Linked DNA regions of Mus musculus: region 1 is linked to region 2. A link is a contact called in public promoter capture Hi-C data. All regions are on one chromosome and are shown on one strand. Each heading gives the region's core, a stretch centred on a gene start, on an enhancer-like site or on the middle of the called end of the contact. The rest is flanking DNA. Distances are from core to core; before and after follow the strand shown.

Evidence for each region. Promoter capture Hi-C pulls out the DNA fragments that hold promoters and counts their contacts.
Region 1: a contact with region 2 is called in a promoter capture Hi-C map of embryonic stem cells, with 3 times the contacts expected there. The contact joins the promoter of Tmem192 here to the promoter of Sgo2b in region 2. A contact is called at or near these places in 1 of 39 promoter capture datasets (embryonic stem cells) and 1 of 115 datasets of contacts at active chromatin or transcription factors (embryonic stem cells).

What each region holds. Positions count from the first base shown.
Region 1 is chr8:64,943,062-64,948,596 of GRCm38.p6, forward strand. It overlaps Tmem192 (transmembrane protein 192), which reads left to right and starts at 4,124. Exons shown (of 6, transcript NM_028427.3): 1 at 4,124-4,272. The coding sequence starts at 4,246. Gm32507 (a long non-coding RNA gene) reads left to right here. Exons shown (of 4, transcript XR_379050.2): 4 at 760-1,674.
Region 2 is chr8:63,948,223-63,954,100 of GRCm38.p6, forward strand. It overlaps Sgo2b (shugoshin 2B), which reads right to left and starts at 3,948. Exons shown (of 8, transcript NM_001195687.1): 1 at 3,716-3,948.

The DNA of each region.
Region 1 (5,535 bases), core at 2,874-5,373, 1.0 Mb after region 2:
AGAGTTGAGCACCAGATCCCTCCCCTAAGAGCTGAGCGCCAGCTACATCCTCCACCCCCTGGGAACTGAGCACCAGCTGCACCCCACATCCCCTGTGAGCACCAGCCTCACCCTCCACCCCCACCCATGCTTCCTGCCTCTTGAGATGAGCGATTGCCTGGAGCTCCCGCTGTGTGAGGATCCTGTCGGGATGGACTATGTAGATGAGCTATGAGGCAAAATAAACCTTCCTTCCTTAAGTCTTCCTGATACTCTGTCTCCAAAACAAGAAAAGTATATGATACACTGATCAAAAGGCAGGGTCTCATATTCCAGGTGTAGAGATAAATATGTCCAAAAGCATAGAGGTGGGGCTGGGAGGCAGGTGTGAGGGTGATCATCCCATCTCTGAGGAGAGATGAACCGAAGCCTCATAAGGCCATTTGCTAAAATTCACCGGTGCTGAATTTAGCATCGATGCCATCTGAACTTCTTCCAGGGGAAACATCTAATCAGGGAGATTGGGCAGAGTGATTTTCACTTGCTTAGGATGATGCTGAAATTAATCAAAAGGCATTTATTAGATACTTAATTGCACTTAGTGCAGTGCTGGAGGCCCACAAAGAGCACTGTGTGCACCTGGCCCCTCCACCCCAGCAATTTATAATATAGAGCAGTGGAGAGATGGGGAGGGGAGGGGACGGGACAGGAAGGAAGCCAGAATTTCATGAGGTCCTCAAACATAGCAGTCTCATGCAAAGGAAGATATTTCTTTTTCAGTGTTGGAGATTGAAGCTACTCTTCCTCCAGCTCGTGAGGCAAGCTTCTACCACTTACTCTGCCTTTATAAATGTCCGTCTGTCCACTTTACAGACAAGGAAAGTGCTGGAAGTCGAATTTAAGTTGAGCTTGGTTATTCTAAGGCTCTCTGCTCAGCACTGGTTAGCCTTGGATGGACTGCAGACAGACAGGAAAATGTGCTCAGAATAAAAGGTGTTCTTAAAACTGTAAGACATGGCTGGCACAATAGCCAAGCCAGTCAAAGCTCGAGCCATGCCAGCTGATGACCTGAGTCTGAACCCTGGAACCCACGGTGGGAGAAGAGGAATAGCCGTGCCCTCCATGCACGGTGTAGCATGCACACAGGCACACATTCACATGCCTGTGAGTGTGCACACACACAGTAACAATAGTGAATATAAGTAAGAGTGAATTATGTGATGAGCTGTAATCCCAGTGTTTGGGCAACAGAAACAAAAAATATCAGGAATTCAAGGTCATCCTGTCAACTACACAACAAGTTCAAGGCCAGCCGGAGCTCCGTGCCAGTCTGTGCTGAAAAAGAAGAAAAACCTAAGAAGAGATGACAAGACAGGGAAAGGGAAAGGTGGCAAGAAGGAAGGAAGGACGGACAGAAGGACAGACAGGAAATACACAGACAATCAGAGGGTGGTTGCCAATCTGATGTCCTCAGCCTTCCTGGCCTATTTCACGTCCTCTCAGCGACCTGCACACACAGGCCCTGTTTGTTCTGTTCCTTACCACGGCTCTCATTTTACTTCTCTGGCTGCTTGCTAACCCATTCTTCAGCATCCTGTGTTTCTTACCTGTCATGCAGGACAGGATCACAAGTTCAAGGTCATCTGTAGCCACAGAAGGAATTGGAGGCCAGCCTAGGCTACATAAGACTCTGCCTCAAAACACAAAAGAAAAAAAAAAAGTCCAACACAGCTAAACTAGATCTGAATCCAACTTTACTTATTTTTAAAGTATGTTTAGATTTTTTGTTTTGTTTATTATTCCTCTGTGGGGTGGGGTATCCGTGGTGTGGTGTAATAAATGGAGGTCGGGGAAAACACTGTGGAGTTGGTTCTTTCCTGCTACTTAAAAAAAAAAAAAGATTTACTTATTTATTTTATGCATGTGAGTAGACTGTTGCTGTCTTCAGACACTCCAGAAGAGGGCATCAGATCCCATTATAGATGGTTTTGAGACACCTTGTGGTCGATAGGAATTGAACTCAGCCAGTGTTCTTAACTGCGGAGTCATCTCTCTAACACTTTCCTGCTACTTTTCATGGGTTTAGGGGATTGAACGAAAGTCATCAGGTCAGGCTTTCAGAGTAAGCACCTTTACCTGCTAAGCCACTCAATGGCCTGACTTTCTATATTCTTAATAAAGAATTAATCAAGGAGGGAGAGGGGGGAGGGGGAGGGGGAGGGGTAGAGGGAGAGGGAGAGGGAAAGAGGGGAGGGGGAGAGGGAGGGAGAGGGAGAGGGAAAGAGGGGGAGGGGGGAGAGGGAGAGGAGAGTGAGAGAGAGGGAGGGATTGTTAAGTGACACATGATCCTGTAAGTATGTAATCTTACACTCATTACATCACACACAAACAGGCACATGCTCAAGCATGCACACACACATTTCACATTGCTGCCTTGCAATCAGAAAGGGGACTAGCTGGGAAAAGAAAGGGAATGAGTGGGAGGGGGCAAGAGAAGGCAACGGGCGCTGTATATAACTAAAATACCTTATACACACACGTATGAGAATGCCATAATGAAACCTGTTATTACATATAATTAACAGACGCCAGTAAATGCTCATTTAAAAGAGTAAAGGCCAGTTAAAAGTGTGCAGTACATAAGGAAATGTCCTTTGAGGATTTCAGGGCTGTTCCTTCCCAGGGTCTGTGGAGAAGCTGGTTGTAGAGAGGAAGGAGCCAACATGATTCAGCTAGCTGTTCCAGGACACGAGGACAGGCATTCTTTCCAATGGACAAGTCTAGTCACTGTCCTTGGGGCCCAGTCTGCTCGGCGTTGATGACATCTTTGCCTTCCAATTCCTCTTCAACCACAGACCTTGAGGACTCTTCCTCAAATCTCTCTTCATTCTTCATGAGATATCTCGTGTAACCCAGGCTTGCCTCTAACGCACTATAAAGCAAAGCCTGGCTTTGATATCACGATTCTCTTGTCTCCTCTAAGACCTGGGACTACAGGTGTGTGCCACCACACCCACTTCCCCAGTTGGATTCTGTGTGTGTGTGTGTGTGTGTGTGTGTGTGTGTGTGTGTGTGTTTAAAACTTGGCCTGCAGAGATGGCTCAGTGCTTAAATGCACTAACCACTCTTCCAAAAAAAACCTGGGTTTGATTCCCAGAACCACTGTCTAACTCCAGTGTCTCATCTGGCCTCCCTGGGCAATAGGCACACACACAGTGCATAGCCACACATGCAAATAAAACACTGAAATGCATAAAATAAAAGCATTTTAAAAATACTTTGTATATAAAACAAAACAACTCATCCGTTGCGATGATGCACACTAGCGATGCCAGATTTCACTGTGTGAAGGCAAGTGGATCAGGAACTGAAGGCCCGTTTCAGTGCACATCAATTTCTAGGTCAGTGTGAGCTACTTGAGACTTTGTTTTAATTTTTACAAAAATGAGGACTGGGCAATGAATGGCTTTTGCTGTCAAGTCCAGGATTCACATAGTGGAAGAACTGACTTAATCTTGGGTCAAGTGTGGCGGCTCATCCGAGCATTCCACTAGGCAACAAAGACAGGCGAATCTCCGAGGGTTCAGTCTGGTCTACATAGTGAGTTCCGGAACACGTAGCGCTATGTAGAGAAACCCTGTCTCATAAAAACAAAACTGAAACCAAAAATAATCAAAGGACAGAAAAAGAAGAGATGGGGAAGGGGAAAACAGAAACAGAATACCTTAAAAAAAAAAAAAAACTACAGAAATTTCCTGTGGAGACATCTGTAAATCGTGTTATAGAAATTGGAATCTATTCTAATTAAGTCCCTCTACAGGTGGAATTGCGATTTTTACTGCGTCTTTTTCCAAACAGAGCTATCTATATTGTTGCAAACAAAAATTGCGCCAACAGAAATAAGTTAATATTCTAAAGAGAAGTAGTTTACTTGGTTTAAATGGTTGCTCGAGAAATTCATCCTTTAATTTCCAAATCTCTGATAAATGGATGAAGCAACAGTTTAGGGGAAACCCCAAAACAACCGCCTGGGCTACACTGCAGCTCAAAGCTGGAGTCTGCAGGGGGGGCCACGCCCCTGGCTGCTGATCGGCTGATCTAGGTGGAGGGGCGTGGCCTTCGGCGGCCGGGGCGGGGCGAGCGCAGAGTGGGTGTGTCCGAGGCGGGGCGCGCAGGTCCTAGTAGGTGCGACTGTCCCGGGCCGTCGGCGCCCGGGCGCTGGTGGAGAGGTCAGGCTGGCGGGGCATCGGCCCGCGACGGCGGGTCATGGCGGCGGCCGGCCGGCTGGAGGACGTGAGTGAGGCGCCGAGCCCTGTCCCCGCCATTCGGCTTCCTGTGCTGGGCTCAGGGGGCGGAGACTGCGGGCTAGGAGCTAACCAGAGCCGCAGCGGCTCGACCATCGGGGACGCAGGGTGCGGGGTGACGCGACGGGCGGGGACCGCGGACCCCGGGAACGTCTTCCTGAACGATCGGAGGGACACGGCAGGGTGGGCGTGCGGGACCCTTCACTCGGCGGCTCACGTGCAGTGCGCGTCTTTGGTTCCGGAAATGGGAGCTTCACGTGATGCGAGCTGGCTTGATCTGTCCTTCCTGGGAGAGACTGACAGGCGGGCTTGCAAGCCCGGGTGACCCGGCTTCTGTGGGCCCTCCTGCGTTGGTCGGAGAGCACCCGGAACTTGGAGTGACTCTAACCTCCAGCATCCCTCGGGCGGACTTGTAGCTCTCATCTCCCGGAAACGCAGATTGGCGCATAACAGTTATCATGTGCTGTTTTGAATGTAGGCATGATAGGAACAGTGCTTGGTTGCTTTAAAAAAAAAAAGTATTCGGTTGCCCAGTTCATGATGTAGCCATTATAGAATAATACAGTTGCAAAAATCTTGAGTTTGCAAGCTCATTAAGACACTGATTTATTTGAAATTGGGTGTGGGGCGGGGGAAACACTTTGGGAGGAAACATGCGTTTGTTTCCAGAACAAACTGTTTTGTCCAGTGGCATAATACAATTCCTGCCCTTGAGAAATGCAAGGCTGACATTATCTTAGCACAGTGACCTGAGCTAATAACTAATAAAAACATTATCATGGTCTTAGTATAAAAGTACATCAAAATAATAATAATAATAATGATAATAATAATAATAATTAATAATAGCAAGGTTCCAGAACTGTAAGGGCTTAGATTCTTGTGTGTTTGGGTCCTGCAGTCATTTATTTATTTATTTGTTTATTTAAGACTTGCTATGTAGCCCTAGCTGGCCTGGTACTCATTATATAGCCTAACCTGGCCTCAGATTTGCCTATCTTCCCTGACTCAACCCATTTTAATGCTAGGATGATGTAGCTAGTTACATTTTCTTGATGAAATATGTTTCTAACAGCAGGACTAATCTAGTTATTTTTCAACTGAGAAAATGGGAAAGCAACTACTACTTGGAAACTTAATACTTAGGCCTCTCATGGAGGGCAGTCTTGTAGCTGCCCTAACCAGACTAATCCTGGCACTATGTCATGCCATATGGCCACCTCTACCTCTCTGCTCAGCTCTGGTCCTGTTT
Region 2 (5,878 bases), core at 2,698-5,197:
GGAGACATACTTGCAACAATCCTACTGAAATCCGGGAAAAGACAGGATGCCCACTCTCCTTATATCTATTCAATATAGTACTGGAAGTGTTAGCTAGAACAATAAGACAATAAAAAGAGATCAAGGGGGTGCAAATTGGTAAAGAAGAAGTGAAGGTATCACTATTTGCAGATGATATGATAATATACATAACTGACCCCAAAACCTCTACCAGAGAGCTTCTTCAGCTGATAAACAACCCAGCAAAGTGGTGGGATATAAAATTAACTCAAAGAAGTTAGTAGCCTCCCTTTATACAAAGGATAAACAGGTCAAGAAATTAGAGAAACAATTCCCTTCACAATAGCCACTAATAGTATAAAATATCTTGGGGTAACTCTAACCAAACAAGTTAAAGACCTGAATGACAATAATTTCAAGTCAAGAAAGAAATTAAAGAACATCTCAGAAAACGGAAAGATCTTCCTTGCTCATAGATTGGCAGAATTAACATAGTAAAAATGGCCTTCCTACCAAAGGCAATATATAGATTCAATATAATTCCCATCAAAATCCAAACACAAGTCTTCAAAGACATGAAAAGAGCAATTCTCAAATTCATCTGAAAAGGCAAGAATCATGAGAACAATTCTTAACAATAAAAGAACAGCTGGGGGAATCACCATCCCTGAACTCAAGCTTTACTACAAAGCAATAGTGATAAAAACTACATGGTATTGGTACAGAGATGGACATGTTGATCAATGGAATAAAATTGAAGACCCAAAAATAGAACTACACACTTATGCACACTTGATCTTTGACAAAAACACCAAAAATATACAATGGAAAAAATAATGCATCTTCAATAAACAGTGCTGTCTTAACTGGCTGTCGGTATGTAGAAGAATGAAAAAAGACCTATATTTGTCACCTTGCACAAAGCTCAAGTCCAAGCAGATTAAGGACCTCAACATAAAACCAGATACACTGAATCTAATAGAAGAGAAAGTGGGAAAGAGCCTTGAACATTGGAACAGGGGGGAAATTTCCTAAACAGAACTTTAATGGATCATGCTCTTAAGATCAAGAACTGATAAATGGGACCTCATACAACTGGAAAGCTTCTGTAAGGCAAAGCACATAGTCAATAAGACATATCGGCAACCTACAGATTGGAAAAAATCTCTTCACTAACCTCACATCCAATAGAGGGCTAATATCCGAAATACATAAAGAACTCAAGAAGTTAATCACCAAAAAACCAAACAACCTAAACAAAAAAAAAATGGGGTATAGAACTAAACCGAGAATTCATAACTGAGGAATCTCTCAAATGGCTGAGAAGCACCTAAAGAAATGTTCAAAGTCCTTACTGATCAGAGAAATGCAAATCAAAATGACCCTGAGATTCCACCTTACATCAGTCATAATGGCTAAGATCAAAACCTCAGGTGACAACACATGTTGGATAGGATGTGGAGAAAGAGGAACACTCCTCCATTGCTGATAGGATTGCAAACTGGTACAATCACTCTGGAAATCAATCTGGAGGTTCCTGAGAAAATTGGAAATAGATCTACCTTCAGACCCAGCTATACCACTCTTGGGAATATACCCAAAAGATGCCCCACCATCCCACAGGGGCACAAGTTACACTATGTTCATAGCAGCCTTACTTGTGATAGCCACAAGCTGGAAACAACATAGATGTCCCAAGACAAAAGAATGGATACAGAAAATGTGGTTCAATTACGCAATGGAATACTACTCAGCTATTAAGGAGGCTATCCAGACTTTTGCAGGCAAATGGATGGAACTAGAAAATATCCTGAGTGAGGTGACTCAGACATGCATCCAAAAGGGCATGCATGGTATGTACTCACTAATAAGTGGATATTAGAAAAAGAAAGAAAGAAAGAAAGAAAGAAAGAAAGAAAGAAAGAAAGAAAAGAAAGAGAAAAAAAAAGAAAAGAAAAGAAAAGAAAAGAAAAAAGAAAATACAGAATACACAAGGTATAGTCCACAGAATTCAAAAGGCTCAACAAGCTGAAGTGCCCAAGTGAGGGTGCCTCAGTCCCACGTGGGAGAGAGAAGAAAGCAATCATAAGTGGGGAGGGAAGGGAGGACTTGGGAGGGAAAGTGTGTGGGGGGGGGAGTAGGGAGGGGGAGAGGGGAACCTGATCTGGTATTGGGTGAGGGAAGAGGACTGAAGCCCTGAGGGCCAGCAGAAAGAATGGAAACAAGCAACCTCAGGAAATAGGAGGTTGGGGGACTGGAATGCACCAGATGGGAGGTGAGAAACTACCAGGACTCACAGGGATGGACCTTTGATGAAATGCCTGACAGTAGGGAGAGGGAATTTATAGAGTCCACCTCCAGCAGGAAGTGAGGGATGGGGTTGTTATCCCATAGCCATACCTCTGACCCATAATTGTATCTGTCTGAAAGAATTGCAGGGATGGAAATGGAGAGGAGCCTACAGAAAAGAAGGTCCAGCAACAGGCCCAAAGTGGGATCCAGCTCAAGGGGAGGTCCCAAGACCTGACACTATTACTGAGGCTATGGATCGCTCACAAAAAGGGACCTATCATGACTGCACCCTGAAAGATCCAAGCAGTTGAAAGAATCAGAAGCAGATATTTGCACCCAACCAATGGACAGAAGCAGCTGCCCCCTGTTGTTTGATTAGGGAAAGGCTGGGAGAAGCTGAGGAGAAGGATGATCCTGTAGGAGGACCAGCAGTCTCAATTAATCTGGACCCTGGAGATCTCTCAAACACTGGACCACCAACCAGGCAGCATACACCAGCTGATATGAGACCCCCAACACACATACAGTAGAGGACTTCCAGGTCTGTGTTCATTCAGAGATGATGCACCTAACCCTCAAGAGGCTGGAGGCCCCAGGGAGTTTAGAGGTCAGCTGGGGTGGGGGTATCCACGTGGAGATGGGGTGGGGTGGGGTGTGGAGGAGGTGTGGAATGTGGAGCAGTTGAAGGGTGGGGAGGGGCGGGGAATAGAATATGGAGTGTAAAAAATGAATTACAGGTAAAATTAAGTAAATAAATGTGAAGACATGAAAGGACTTTTCAGTAGAAAACAATCTGCCCCATGTTAAAATGGTCATGTTTGAAAGCATTAAGCAGATGTGGAAAGAAAGGTGTCAAGCAATTGACAGAAGATGGCTTGGGGGATGAATTTCTGCAACAGGGAGGAAGTTTCCTCCCAACATTTCAACATTAAAGTTCAATTTTTCTGAAGTTTTGCCCAAAGGAAAACGTAAAACTGCAGGGAAGTAGGTAGGCTAAATGCTGGTTTTCACCTCGCAATCTGAGCAGAGAAGCAAGGAGGCTAACTGCAGATCTTCAAATTTCCCTACTTCAAATGCCCCAGACTCATCCACAGCTGTGTGGCAGATCTTCTGCTGTGACCTCTTCTTATCCTCTGACCCCACTTCCCAGGGCGGGGAAATAAACAGACCCTGATGGAACAACTCTCCTTTCCTCCCTCCCGTGGACCCCCCCCCCCCCCCCGCCATGCCATCCCCTAGCTTATAGCGCCTCTCTATTCCTTAAGTGTCAGCTCCCAATACCCAGATCTGAGCCAAGCTTTTAGTTCTGTTCTAAACAAGCTAGGCAGAGGCCCTGCCTGGAGATAGCATCCGTATCTACACGCAAGCAGCCTTTTCAGACCTGGTCACGGGGACCTAGATCCCTTTCCCTCCCAATACTGACCTGAAAGCTACTGTGACCGTCTGCCCAGCTAGGAGCTCAAAGGCAGAACAGAGGTTAGCGCCCTGATCCAAAGCCAGCACCGCGTCCGGCCTCAGCGTCCGGGCCCTCCAAGCCGCTGCAGGAGGTGCCAGGAGTAGCTGCTGAGAAGGGTTCGGGCTCCGCAGGCCTCGCTATCCCCGCAGCCTGGCGACCCCTTCAGCTGTGGGTGCCCACACTTGCCTGAGGACCTCGACAATTCCCGAAGCCTAGGAGTCAGGTTTAAACTCAGCGGGAGACAGCAGTAGCCTCTCCAGCCAATCAGATTCAGAGAAGGCAGCACATAGGTGAAAGATGTAAGAGGCGGGATGCCCTGTAAGCTCTGAGTGGTGCTCCCTGAGCCGAGCCGGGATGCTACCCGCTGCCGCTGCCGCTGCCGGAGAAGGTTCTCAGTGCCTCTCTGAACCTGTGATAGCCATCTCCACCAGCTCTAACAGAAAAGGCGACGCCATGGATAAGTCTGACACCCTAAGGGTTGACAGGCATCTCAAGACCTTCTCAGGACTTTGTGTTGCTCACTGTGAGATTACTTGTCTGAATCTGGTTTCTGCACCCTTGCCCTCCAATCGTGATGTATGTATGTGTGTGTGTGTGTGTGTGTATATATTTATTATATATATATATATATATATAATTTTGAGAAAGGATTTTTAAAAACTGCTCTAATCCATTATGTTAAAAATACAAATAGAAGCCAGGCAGTGGTGGCACACTTGGGAGGCAGAGGCAGTCATATTTCTGAGTTCGAAGCCAGCCTGGTCTACAGAGTGAGTTCCAGGACAGCCAGGGCTATACAGAGAAACCCTGTCTTGAAAAACCAAAATATATAAATAAATAGATAAATAAACAGATACAAATAGGGAGTTTAGAGGTTATGAGCATTTGTTACTCCTACAAAGCAAGCTTTTGTTTACAAAAGCAGAAACAGTGATTTTTGTTAAAGTCGTACAAGACCAGAAAATTACAAAGATTAGCCCTTAAGAACCATTGACATTTGGATGTCCAATTTTGCTTTATAGTTCTCTTAAGCACACACACACACACACAAATTAAACTTTTTTCTTTATGGAATTCTCTTTTAAATTTGGGAATTATTATAGGATTAGTTATTTTCCTTCTGTTTCTTCTTCCAGCCATCTTCAAGCACTTAGGGTCTTCTATCAGGACTGCTCTAAGGGAAATATATACGCTTCATTTATATTTCAAAGGGAAGAGATGTCAGAAGCCATAATGAGACAAGCTAAATACTAGCAGGTGATCATCCTGAAATGGCCTGCTTCAGATTATTATATAATCTGCAACAGGTGAGCCCTTATTAAGCAAGGCTGTAAGGGACTCATTTTAGGAAAGAGTCCTGCTATTAATATGTTTTCCTGTTATTATTAAACATACATAATAATCAGTAAGTAATAGCACAGCCCTTTGGAGCAGATCTCTGCAGATTCACTAAGATGTACTAGCTTATAGTGATGCTACGTAGAAAAATAAATGACTTAAGTCTTAATAATGATCCTATAAGAATTCCTAAAATTATATCTGTGATTATTAAGCTCTTTTATAATGGAACTGCTATTAGGTCCTTTTCTGATAGTCACAGGTGCAATGAGAACTCTGCCAGTCTCCCAAGTGTCACCACTTAATTACTCTTAGATGATAACCAGATTTTCTCCTACTCAGAGTACATTCCAAGAGGTTGTAAAACAATTAACCAAAGGTTATAAAAAGGTAACTAACAATTTATTATAGGTGCAAGTCAGAAGATAAAATATCAACTGGGTTTATCTATACAAAACTTCACTAATAACTTAGTTATGGTTTTAAACCTTCAATGAACTTGTGAATCTGAGACAGGTGATGGGTGTTTAGCCAGATAATCACTCCTAATGGATATGCATGTAAACATTATCTGTTGTAAACTTCTAATTCAATTTGTGATTTGATTTTTTATGTGTGAACTTGTGATGAACTTTGCAACATGTGATCATGTATTCCGAAAGCTATATAAGTACTGAAGATGCCGGGCAGTGGTGGCTCACGCCTTTAAACCCAGCATTTGGGAGTCAGAGACAGGTGGATTTCTGAGTTTGAGGCCAGCCTAGTCTACAAAGTGAGTTCCAGGACAGCCAG